Linked DNA regions of Mus musculus: region 2 is linked to region 1. A link is a contact called in public HiChIP or PLAC-seq data. All regions are on one chromosome and are shown on one strand. Each heading gives the region's core, a stretch centred on a gene start, on an enhancer-like site or on the middle of the called end of the contact. The rest is flanking DNA. Distances are from core to core; before and after follow the strand shown.

Region 1 (3,305 bases), core at 82-2,581:
TACCATAAGTCAGAAAAGATAGGACCAGTATGCACCTAGGGATGGATAGAAGAGTCTGAAGCCAAGATGCTCCTAAACTTAATCTCCAGCTCTACGCTTTGCTGCGTGACCTTGGATAGGTCTCTCTACTTCTCAGCAATTCAGTTCTCTCCTTGTTTGCAGTCTATAGAATTCTGGGCTGACAATAGTTACAAATGCGACTCAACATGGAATCCTAGGCTCACTTAAAGCATTGTGAAATGGGGGGTGGGAGTGCTTCTAACTTGATTGCAACATCAAAGAGCTTCTGAAGCATCCATAAAAAGCCTCAGCAGCATACTCTATGCATGCTAGTTATCATCATTATTTATATACTCGGCTGCCTCCCACACAAATCACAAGGACCTGAGTTCAATCCCCAGATCCAATGTGAAAGAGCCGGATATAACGGCACCTGGTTCTCGAGAAGCAGAAACAGGCAGACCCCTAGGGCTTGCAGGCCAGCCATCCTAGCCTAATCTCATAAGCCCCAGGCCAAAAGAGACTCCATTTCATAAAACAAGGTGGCTGGCACCTGGGGAGGAATATTAAAGAGTGTTCTCTGTCCTCCACATGTATGTGCATACATATGCATAGTCAAGTGCACCTGACCAGGGATTGGATAACCTATCTAGGCCTTGTCCCCTGAGAAAACCTGATTCTTCCTCTCTCAGCATCCGCTAAGTGCCTGTAGTTCTTCATCTAGAGGTGTGGTCCTGAGAGATTTTTTTTTTCCCCATCCATGTTACCATGCCAATTTACACCAGATCTTTTGAGTCCCGTGTTATACTAATGATTATTAACAACTTATAAAATGACCCCAAGCTCAGGTAGTATGGCAATGACGTTTTCTTGATGGTGGAAGAAAAAAGTGAAATGTGCTTTTAGGCTCATACCTGCTGAGACACTTTGAGAAGATTACTTGCATTTCCAATATAATAATAACTGTTTCTGCTCCATTTCCTTTCATAATAATCAAAACCAGCTAAAAGTACAGCTGTGAAATATTTCTGAGTGCTGCGCCATTTTGATGGACATTGACAGATTAGCATTCCTAACAAATACACCCACCAAGCAATGCTAAAGCACAGCTCCAGGCAATTTTTCAGGGCAATGAATTCAATTCTTGTTACCATAGTAACCACAGGACTCACACTTATTATTTTCATTATAGCATTTCCAAATATTTTTTCCTTACAGTGTACAAGCCACAGACAAAACTAGATAGGTGTTGACTGTGGTGGGGGTAGGCTATAAACTAGCAATTTCCCTCCTGGATTAAAGGTTGCTCCTGAGTAGCAAAGTGGCTTGGATCATCATGAGTCATATGCTAAGTCTTCATAACATTGAAAGAAGGATTTACCTAAGAACTTGGAGTCTAGAGAGATGACTCAGTGGTTAAGAACATTTGTTGTTCTTCTCCAGGCCCAAGTTTAGTTCCCAGCACCCATGTCACCCCTGTCAAGCAGTTCACACTGACTATAACCCTAGCTTCATGTCTCTCTTCTGGCCTCCATGAGCACTTGAACCCATGTGACACAGTGAGCAAGAGAGATACTTACATACATACACACACATATGTACACACACACACACACACACACACACACACACACACAACACTTGGGTTAGTGCTGCATAATCATGAGAGCCTGAGTCGCAGCACCTGCATGAAAGCAAGTTATGGCAGCATGGGTCAGTAATACAGTGTTGGTATTACTTTGACTTCATGCTTTGACCATATTTCTCTTCCTGCAGCTCCAGGACCCAAGTCACTGCCAAGGGAAATGCCATTGTCTTTCTCTTTAAATTCTACCCCAAGATATATAATAACAGCTCTCCCCTCCTAATTTCCCCAGCTCTTAAAACTACTGAAAGCTCCAGGAATCAAAGAACATATGGCATGGCCACACTGAAGGCCTCTGGTTCCAGCACAGTGCGGCTAACAAAATTTCTGCCAACGATGAAAGAACTCCATAACTACCCTGTTGTGTATGATAGCCACTAACACTGTGTGGCTACTGAGAAGTCATACTGAGGCTACTATGATCAAGGCACTAAATTCTAACTTTTTTTCATTTTGATGAGTTTAAATTTAGGGGAGCCATGGTGGATAGCACAGCACTAGATCTATTCATAGACCTCCTTCAGAATACCTCTTCACCTGCCTTATAATGTGTTCATCTCCTACTGGGACCTTAGGTCTGTGTCCTGAGGTTCTCAGTCCTCTTATTCATAAGACTGACCTGTAGGCAAGACTGTGGGGCATTTTCTTGATTAATGGTTGATGTAGAAGAGCCCAGCCCACTATAAGCAGTGTCACCCCTGTGTTTTGTAAGAAAGCAGGCTGAGCAAGCTGCAAGTAGTAAACCAGCTTTGTAGTGTACCTCCATGGCCTCTATGTCAGTTCCTGCCTGGAGTCCCTGTCCTGGCTTCCTTTATGATGAACTGTAAACTTCCTGTAAGCTAATATGAACCTTTCCTTTCCAAGTTGCCTTTGGTCATGCTGTTTCTCACAGCCCTAAAGAGCAGACTGTAATAGCAGCCTGCTACTCTCAGTATACCAGTTTCACCAAAACACAGTGACACAGGGCAATGCAGTCTGACTCAGCCTTTCCCAGTGAGCCATCACCAGCCCCGCCAAGTTCTTTCAAATGCATTTCTAATTTCACAAGTTATATTAAAAAAACCAATTCTCATAGCAACATAAAACCACAGCTAACATACTAAAATCTCCTGATGACTTCTCCAGCTACCGATGTCCCTCCCTGTGCGTGGCACATAAATGCAATCTGACATTTCTGCTCTCAGCTGCAAACACCACTTTCCTGTGAGAAGGGGGCTTTCCTGGCTCTTTCTCTCTCAGCTATGAGCCACTTTCTCTTCCACAGACCTACTCAGGGTGCTCAGAAGTAAATCAATTGTCTTCCTTCTTTTCCATGGAAAATTCCAGATTATTTTCTATTTTTCTTCCACTAAGAAAGAAAGAAAGTTATCAGTATAATGTAGGCAGCCCAGAGTGAGTACAGTCCTGAGTGAATGTGTATCTTGACACGGGCACAGCCATGTCCTAGACTCTAGCCTCACACCCATGGGAAAATGGCAAAGCCTTCCTCTCTGCCTCTTCTGTGGATATTGAAAGTGTATGCAGGAAACGTCTACTATAGCTTTCTCTCTCTGGGGGTTTGCAGTCTGAAGATTGCTTTCCTACAGAGACTGCTGCTGTCAAGATTAGCTAAAGCTGCCTCTTTGATCCAGATGTACACTATAACCCTGCGTCTCTGTTC
Region 2 (3,332 bases), core at 175-2,674, 180 kb after region 1:
CTGCATCTAAATTATTGGAAACTCCCTGGCCACCAAGGAGGATGGTCAGCCCTCTCCACTTGTGTGTGAGAACTGAGAATCTCTCTCATTCCAGGTCCCTCCTAGTGAAGCTTTTCCAAGGAGGCTGCCATATTCACCCCAGGATGTCCCCGGAAGGAGGGCCCAGGCCAGGGATTGAAGGCTCTCATCTTCCTCAGATCCAGTCCAGCCCAGGGTCATCCTCAGACCTCCAGGGACTCTGCCACAAGGCACTGCACCGACCTTTGCTCTCAGTCTCCATTTCCTGGCTAAAGGGCAAGAGGAATGCAGAGGTGGTGATGGAATCTTCAGCCAGTCTCAGCGCTGTCACTCCACTCCATGGTTCATTCTCCTTAGGATGCCCTCAGGGTTCTCGGCTTCCTTACAAGCTATTCCTATGCTTGTGGAATTCTGAAGAGGCTGACACTGAATGCACTTAAGTTCCCATGCTTTATTTTGGGGTTAGGGGCACAGTTGTACTTATCAATCTCAGGCTTGCACACTAAGCCACATTGTTAGCCCTTTGCTTTGAGATAGCAATGTGTCTAACTGGGCAGCCTAGGCTGGCCTCAAATTTGTGATCTTGGTTCTGCCTCCCCAGTGCTGTGATTATAAGCACGCTTCATCATACCCATTCCTCAATTTCTCGTATGTCTTAATAATTAAGACTCTCAGTATATAAACCAGTTAACAAGTGAATCACCCTCAAGGGCTCTAGAGCTCCACAGACAATGATGCTCATGGCTTGCTTGTCCTAACAGTTGATTTGTTCAATTTTACAATTTAAACAAGCATGCTGTTTTTTAAGAATTTGCCTTAAATCCATGAAGAATAGGAGAAGAGGACAAGCAAGTTTGGCTGGGATCTCTTTGAATGCTCCATGTGTTTGTAGGTAAGTACACAGGATCTAGACTGCAGACTCCGCTAGGGCAGAAGGTCCAAAGTCCATGCTAACCTCACGTTTTAGATTGCTGGTAAGTGAACAGTGTTGTTGGTATGTGTTCATTCAGCTTCCTGCTCTGCTGCCACTCTTTTTTGCCATAATGGATTCTCCCCTTCTAGAATCCAAATAAGCTCTTTGTTCTATAAATCAACTTTTGGTTGTGATTTATCACAGCAAGAGAGAAATAACATACATTTATCTTCTTTTGAGGCTGTAGGGGCTAGGCAGGCAAATCTCTGAATTTAAGGCCATCCTGGTCTATATAGCAAGTTCTAGGCCAACCTAGGATACATGGAAGACCTTGTCTCAAAAGGGGGAAAAAAAACACCCACACACACAAAAACCTGGAAGGTTCACAGGAAGCTTCAAATATCTAGAAATGAGGTCAATGTGGACTATAGGTGGGTTTCTGGTAGTTAGATAAAAATCGGCATTCTTCAGGAACTGGTCCTCAGACCAAAATGAGTCATTTCCCTTATGGTAGAAGAGACATGAGAGCACATGCTCACAAGTACCTACTACACATTGCAAAGTCCATGCTAATCCTTAACCCTGCTTACCTCCTCCTCTATCCTGCTCTCCACTAGTAACCCTGTTCTTACTGTGTGCCCCACCCCCTTACTCATTCTGCTAATGCTTTTCTCAACAATGTTTTCTCTATTCTCTTTCCTCTGCTATTCTCACCCTAGCTATGTTCAATCTACTTCCTCTCTCTGCACTGGCTTCTTCCAGATGCCTCTGGCTGTTCTCTCATATCTCTAACAAAAACCATAGCATGGGGTGGTCATGTCAGTTTATACATCTACAAACCTGAATTTCTACCCCATAATAATATAGTTACTCCATGATAACAGGATGACTGTACAACTATGGATAAAATCTAGGTTACACTCAAGTATGTCAAAGTATTTACCTCCTGGGGCCATGAGTTGTCCCTGCCTTGGCAAATAAAACTTTAAAAAAAGGCAAAATAAGCAGAACCTAGATTCAGGGGTCTGCCCACTCCCAAAGAGATGAAAGAGTGAAAAAAAGGACCAAGTACTGGGGCAAGACTGGCAACTATTAGAGCAACAGAAGCTCACCTGTTAATCTTTTACCTTTTAAAGGCTTGCTTCTTTAAATCACAGTTCCTAGTCTGAAGACATGACTCAGTGGTAAGAGCACTTGCTGTGCAGCCTTAAGTACATAAGGCAAAATGTGTCCTCTGGCTGCCCTTTACATCTCAACTATGGATAGATTCTTGAGAATGGGGAATCAGTATTTAGTTGTGTGACCCATTTCTGAACCCACTGAGTTCAGAAGGATGGCTCCAAACCCAGTTGTAACACAGATGGCCCTGGTTAATTATGGTGGGTCAAAAAGCTAAAGGGATAGACATGAATGTTTAAGAGTTTTCATGGGACTGGGAGTCAGGGTAAGGGTGATGAGTATGCAAAGAGTACATGTGTGAAAATGAAAAACTAGACTAGAGAATAAAAAGGTAATGTCTGTGGAAATGACTTGACTTAACTGGAGACCACCAGGCTCACCAGGATAGCAAGTCACTACCTCTGTGGGAACTTGAAAATCTGCTTCCAAAAAGGAATAAGATTGGCTACTGAACCAGCAGGTTCTTGAAATTTAAAATAATAATCATTTTACAATGTTTATTCCTTACCAACATCTAATTTTCCTTCTAGAAACATAGATTTGAGGTTAACAAAACAAAAAAAACCCAAATACCTTTACAGTTCATGTAGCTATCTGGTGGCAGACCTAGCAAGACTTTTGACTAACCAGGTGAGCATGGGGTTATTTATAATACCTACACATATGGCCCTCACTGGAATCATTTATAGCAGGGTCAAGTGTAAAAATAAATATTCCGCCGGGCAGTGGTGGCGCACACCTTTAATCCCAGCACTGGGGAGGCAGAGGCAGGTGGATTTCTGAGTTCGAGGCCAGCCTGGTCTACAAAGTGAGTTCCAGGACAGCCAGGGCTATACAGAGAAACCCTGTCTCGAAAAACATAAATAAATAAATACTCCAGTCAGAATTAACAAAATGTTCACAGACTGTTCTGATGACCTGCCAAGAAACTTAATGTAATAGGCAGAAACTTCTAGTAGATAATGTAAGGGTTAGAGGTAAGGTGATACTGAAAAACAAAAGTAAATAACTGCTTTTTAATACAAGCTATAAAATATCTTGAATTTGGCAAGCAATGACATTGTGCTTTTCCCAGTCATCAGTCTGGAAGAGGTGGTATGGACCAGTTTACCTGTGTATCAGGCTTTGTGCCATCCTCCACTATACAAGGGCTTCTAGCTGACTGGATCTATCTAGAACTGAAGCTTATCAAATCAGTGAGAGAATTTGGTGGGTGAAGGCA

The links. HiChIP or PLAC-seq counts read pairs in DNA pulled down with a chosen protein or histone mark.
Region 2: an H3K27ac HiChIP or PLAC-seq map of trophoblast stem cells shows a contact between it and region 1, with 16 read pairs. The contact joins two enhancer-like sites. A contact is called at or near these places in 3 of 484 Hi-C or Micro-C datasets (embryonic stem cells, myocytes and nephron progenitors), 3 of 115 datasets of contacts at active chromatin or transcription factors (double positive thymocytes, embryonic stem cells and trophoblast stem cells) and 4 of 9 other capture datasets (adipose tissue, embryonic stem cells, liver and 1 more).

What each region holds. Positions count from the first base shown.
Region 1 is chr6:47,342,285-47,345,589 of GRCm38.p6, forward strand. No RefSeq gene overlaps it. Among named protein-coding and RNA genes, the nearest start is that of Gm35280, 87 kb to the left of the region's middle. Within about 2 kb of position 1,332, at least 14 of the 459 cell types and tissues checked have an H3K27ac peak or open chromatin away from gene starts, as enhancers often do. A contact at or near this core is called in trophoblast stem cells, where this site is marked.
Region 2 is chr6:47,526,372-47,529,703 of GRCm38.p6, forward strand. No RefSeq gene overlaps it. Among named protein-coding and RNA genes, the nearest start is that of Ezh2, 67 kb to the right of the region's middle. Within about 2 kb of position 1,425, at least 29 of the 459 cell types and tissues checked have an H3K27ac peak or open chromatin away from gene starts, as enhancers often do. A contact at or near this core is called in trophoblast stem cells, where this site is marked.